Regions from separate parts of the Sus scrofa genome. Here region 1 is linked to region 2. Evidence: chromatin contacts called from public promoter capture Hi-C data. All regions are on one chromosome and are shown on one strand. Each heading gives the region's core, a stretch centred on a gene start, on an enhancer-like site or on the middle of the called end of the contact. The rest is flanking DNA. Distances are from core to core; before and after follow the strand shown. Region 1 holds the start of PRELID3B (PRELI domain containing 3B). Region 2 holds the start of RAB22A (RAB22A, member RAS oncogene family).

What was found. Promoter capture Hi-C pulls out the DNA fragments that hold promoters and counts their contacts.
Region 1: a promoter capture Hi-C map of fetal liver shows a contact between it and region 2, with 2.2 times the contacts expected there. The contact joins the promoter of PRELID3B here to the promoter of RAB22A in region 2. A contact is called at or near these places in 2 of 5 promoter capture datasets (fetal liver and liver) and 1 of 2 datasets of contacts at active chromatin or transcription factors (skeletal muscle).

Annotation. Positions count from the first base shown.
Region 1 is chr17:59,183,682-59,186,405 of Sscrofa11.1, reverse strand. PRELID3B (PRELI domain containing 3B) reads left to right here and starts at 1,328. Exons shown (of 6, transcript NM_001113697.1): 1 at 1,328-1,557. The coding sequence starts at 1,526.
Region 2 is chr17:58,513,615-58,516,314 of Sscrofa11.1, reverse strand. It overlaps RAB22A (RAB22A, member RAS oncogene family), which reads right to left and starts at 1,330. Exons shown (of 7, transcript NM_001123174.1): 1 at 1,050-1,330; 2 at 15-94. The coding sequence starts at 1,085. PPP4R1L reads left to right here and starts at 1,493. Exons shown (of 13, transcript XR_002340199.1): 1 at 1,493-1,529; 2 at 1,668-1,713.

The sequences.
Region 1 (2,724 bases), core at 79-2,578, 670 kb before region 2:
TCCTAGGTACCACAAATTGCACTTAGCAACTACCTAACCATATTATTTCCTTCCTGTCTAATGTAATTTTTGTTTCTTTTTATAAAGGGCTTCGGCTATTTAAAAAAATTATCCTCCCTCCTAAATTAACCTGGCTTTTATTTGTTTTTAACAATCAAAGGAGCTAAGAACAAGAATGAGGCAATGCTTCTAACTAGCTTCTAAGTAGCCAAATGTAAAAATCTTCCTCCATAGCCATCGTTCAAAACAGCAAATTGTTTTCTTAGGGGGTACCGACCGTTTGTGGATTGTGGTGGGGACCGGGGGAGGGAGGGCTTATCCTGAAAGCTAGGCCGGTTTGTCCACTGATCAAGGCTCATTTGTGGATGAAGCCACGTGCCGTTCCTTCCTGCCCCTCACACCTTAGTCATTCACTCATTTATGCAACAAACATTATGTAGGTGCAGGGGATGGTTGGACAGGTCTGGCAGGGGCCTCAGCCTCAGGAGCTTACAGTCTAGTGGAAGCCAGACAGATAAAGAAGGTGACTCCATTAGTTCGTTCACTCTGCAAATAATTATTATTGCCTTTTTCAACAAATAGCCATTGAGCCCTTCCTGAGCATCATCTTTGACCACGACAGGCAAGATCCTTGTCCTCAAGGGCTTACATTTGAGTGGAAGTTAAACAAGGTGATCTCAGGGAGTGAGAAGTGCTAAGAAAAATGCAACAGGATGTTGTGACGGAGGCACTAAAGGCTGGGGGCGCTGCCGAGGAAGGGGACACCGAGCTGAGACCCATCCCCTAAACCCAGCGCCAGGGAGCTTTCCATCTGCACTGCTGAGCAACTGCTGAGCACTCGTGCTTCCTAACCACACCTCTGCCGGGCGCTAACCGCCGAGGGGCAACATCTGTGGGAGGATGGGTGAAAGGAGCAGAGGGCTGACCGCCTGGATGGTGGTTTGACTGGTTAGCTGATGAACTGGTTGACTCTGGTCCCTCCACTGCCTGGGTTGAGACAGGAGGTAGGAGGAATTTTCTAATGGGGCCCCGTGGACATCTGCTCAAAGGAACACCGAACACCGCAGGGACTGTCAGAGTAAGCGGGGCCGATTGGACCCGTCCACAGACCTCGCAACACAAGGCAAGCACCGGCCGGCCGAGCGAGGAGGTAGAGGCCAGCCGGGCCGGGACCAACTCCGCCCAGAGTTCAGCGCTCCCGCCGACGCCCGCGAGGGGGCGGGCCGCGCCTGCGCAGCACGGCGCCCGCGCTGGCGGCCCCGGACCCTGCCCTCGGAACTGCGCCGGCGCGGTGCGCCTGGCGCTAAGGGGCGGGGTTCCGTTGCGCCGCGCGCAAGGCTGGGGCAAAACCCGGGCCGGGATAGGGCGTGGGGCCGCGCGTCGGGACGTCCCTCGCGTCGGGCCCGAGGGCGCGTGCGCACTGGGCGGCCGGCGGGGCGGCTGAGGGGCGGGGCGGGGGCAAGAGTGGCCTCCTTGCCTCTTTGTGCCCTATCGCCGCCCGGACACCGCGCAGGCCGCCGGCACCATGAAGATCTGGACTTCCGAGCACGTCTTCGAGTAAGTTTGGGGCGGGAGTGGGTCGGCGAGGGCCACGGGGCCACTGCGGGGGGCAGGGCGGGGCGGGCCTGGAGCCGCAGCGGGGCCGGGGCGCCCCTCAGGAAGCTTCCCGGCGTCGGGCCCTCGGGGGGAGCTGGGCCCGAGCCTCGGAACCCTGGGGGGCGCGGGCTCAAGGTCACGTCTCCGGCGACGCCCGGGGCACGGCCCGCAGAGGAGACGGCCTGGGACAGGCTCCACTCCGGTGACGGGGGCGTCGCCGGGCACGAGGTCCTTACCTGCGCTCGGGGTGGGCGAGCCCCCTCGTCGTCGCCCCAGGCCTTCTTGCACAGCCCCGTGGGACGCGACCCCGAGGATCCCCGAGGAAGGCGTGGAGTGTCGAGGTCTGGCCGCCAGGTTTGGGTGGAGTTGCTCACCCGGAAAGTGGATCTAGGGTGAGCCCGGGCGACCAGGAAGCAGAACTTTTCCGGCAGCTCCTTGACCTGAGGATTGGAATTTGTGGCCTTGGAATTTGAGTCCAGGGTCCAGATTGGGCTCCAACAAGCTGTGTGACCTTGGGTTACCCGGTTTCGTCCGAGACGTGGAAGGTGGTGGTGTCCTCAGGGCCTGCCAGCGCTGAGATGCCTGCGAAGCCACGTTCGTTATCATCTTTTGGTTTCGGAGAAATACTTAGGAATGAAAGTAGGCCCTAAATCGGTCGAATGTTGGGAATTAAATTCCCTTCCAGGTCTCTGATGCTCCCTGCAGCAGAACCACACATTTAGATGGCTGGATCCTTTTCTGCCTAAGCACATGGTTGGTAATCTCACTACTTTTTATTGCCTAGTCTTTTTTCTTCTTGATTTGAAATGCCGCCTTTGTCCTAAACACTGTTGTGATTTATGTTTTAATTCATTTCTGAGCTAACTGCTCTATTCCACTGATGTTGCTATTGTTGCCACACTGTTCTAATTTTTATAGCTTGGTAGTTTGTTTTAGCTTAACCATTTGATTTTGTTTTAAACAGTGTTTCCAAGGACAGTTTTTCAACGAAGCTGTAGACTTTTTACATACTCAGTGACTCAGGCACAGGCCAGAGGTCACTGGGTCCTGGAAAGTATAGAATGTTGGAATCAGAGGGAAGAGTCCTTTTCTCCCTCATGTTTACAGGCTTTCTAGCGGGGAAGACCC
Region 2 (2,700 bases), core at 81-2,580:
GCTCCATCTCTTACCCTATTGTTGGGTTGATGTTGGGATCAAAGCTGTCTTCCACAAACCGCCACACAATGCTGGATTTACCCACACCTGTATCCTGAAAGAGAATGAGACAGGTGAATCAGAAAAGGTTTACCTGCTTGAAGACACTGAAAACGATCTTGTGCCAAGAGCTGAGGACTTTAGAAAAATCATCCTGAATTTTAGAAGTTAAGGGACACCAAGGAAGTCTTTATAAACATTCAGTGGAGTACTTCGGAGATTTCAAAACGGATTGTAGGAGAGGGGTTTTGAGCTTTTAAGAGACACGAGAACCTTCTGAAAGACCCAAAGTCTCTGCTTAGTGTGAAAAGTGACAAACTCACTTGCTTTCTGACCTGTATAACTCACTCTGAACTCTTGAATTACTTCTGAGTAATCCCTGATATATCCCAGCCCCACCCAATCTGGGAAAGAGGAAAACCAATGGAAATCTTTATCAGTCTTTCAAGCAGCAACTCAGGAGAGCATCAACCTCAGATATGCTCCCAAACAGCAAAGGTGCCTTGACAAGACAGGAAACTTAAGCTGCAAACTAATTTTGGGGCCTCCTGATTTGAATGTCTCCCCCCGCTCCACGAAAAGTAACTCTTCCTGAAGTGTCAGGGGTATCCCACAAGTTCAAAAGACCAAGCTTTGTAAAACCTAAAGGCCTGTTATGGGTTTTACTTTGCAAGACTGGGCCAACTCCTAACTAGTACATGGGTAGGAAACTATTCAAGAGCTGCTCTTAACCTAGATGCAAGGGGAGGCAGGGAGGGCTCTTCATCCTCTGGGGGGCAGGACGACTCCTAGGGCTCCAGACAAGGCGGAAGGTCCCCCGGCCCAGCAAAACCTTCAGGAGGGAGCGGCCCGGTGGGCTGGACGGCCCGGGGGCTGGAGGGTGGGTCCCGGGGCAGGTAGGCGGCGTCCGGCGCGGAGGTTGGGGGAAGGGGCGGGGGGATGTGGGCACGCCCGGGTCCCCGGCCCGCCCGGCCTCCCGCGGCCCTCCTGGCCAGCCGGTCACCACTCACCCCCAGCAGACACACTTTGAGCTCCCTCAGCGCCATGGCCCGGGAGCAAGGGGCGCGGGCCCGCCGCCGCCCTAAGTTGAGGAGGGAGAGGCCCGGCCCAGCACGAGCATCCCCCGGCGCCGCCGCCGCACGGCCTAGCCCCGGCTGCGGGGCGCGTCTAGGCGGCGGCCGCCCGTTCGCCGGCCCTCGGCCCGGCCCGTCCGTCGCCAGCCGCGCGGGGCCCTCCTCAGCAGCCGGGACGGTGCGGCGGGCTCCCGGGCGCCTCCGCTGCCGCCATCTTGGGACGCCAGCCGGGTCACCTGACCTCCCCGCCCACCTCGGCAGCCACCTTCGCCGAGAGGGCGGGGCCGGCCGGCGCCGCGAGGCTGGCGGGGAGGCCCGGGCCCGGGGGCGGGGCCCGAGGCCAGATTCCCCGCCCCTCTCCCGCCGGCCCCGCCCCCTCCCGCCGGCCCCGCCCCCGGGCCCATCCCAAGATGGCGGGTGAGTGGGGCCGGGCTCTTGGGGCGCCCCCTCCCCTCTAGCCGTGATCGCCCCGCGAGGCCGGGGGAGCCCTATCCCGGCCCCGAGCCTGCCTGCCGCAGCCCCCTCGTAACTTCTTGTGTGTCTCTTGGTTTTCAGAAATTCCCCCGGTACTTTGTGGACTTGCCGGATGACTTAGACGATTGTAAGTAACAGTTGGGGCGTCCCCGCCCCTGCCCGGGAACCTCTCACAGAATTCGGGGTGCACTGAACTTGGGGGTGGGACCTACAAACTAGGCTCGGCGCGTTGGGAGCAGAAGAGCGGGACCCCAACTGTCTAGACCACTTGTGGCGGTCCCTCCTCTCTGCGCGGGGCGGCCGAAGATGCGGAGCCCCCTCCCCGCCACCGGGAGGATTTTTGTTGTTGGGACACTTCTGACTTCCTGTCACTTTCTTCCTCCTCCTCCTCCTCGTGCCCCTGCGGCGGCCCTGCGGGGACCGGCGTCCAGAGTCCCGGAGGTGCTGGGCGGGAGGAGGCGTGGCCGCCGTGGGCGTGGGGGAGCGACCCCCCGGGTCTCCGCTTTGCCCTCCCTGGGCACTTCCCCGAGGGCGGGCAGTTGGGAGGCCCGGCTCTCCGGTGGCCGCCGCGGAGTTCTCACGCGTCCTGGCCGCAAGCTCACCTCCGCCTCGTCCAGGGAGCCCCTTGTCGCCCGCCTTTCTCCAGGGGTCTCCTTCTCCTGTCACGTCGTACCCTGTCCTTTAACATCGCTTTAAGGGCAGATGGCTGGGGAAGGTTTTCCTGGACTTGCAAGTTCCTAATTGTGGTGAATGAAGCTTTGCTTTTCCATTCAACAAACATTTCTTGAGCACCTGCTGGTTCTGGGCTGGGCCAGCCCGGCACCCACAAAGATGAACCATTCACCAGGCTGACTCTCAGGGACTCAGGGTCCGGGGAGAGACTTGTAAACAGATAATTACCACGTGGGGGATGCCTGCTGGTGAAGGAGGTCGTACATCATCACGGTGGTCAATATTAATGGGGGGGGGGGCTACTGGGCTCTTCCTTTCCCCACCTGCACGTTTCAGAATAGTAAGAACTGGTGTTTACTGAAAACACCATAGGTCAGGCACAGTTTAAACCCTTTACACACATTGTCTCTCTTATTTTTATTTTATTTTACTTTATTTATCT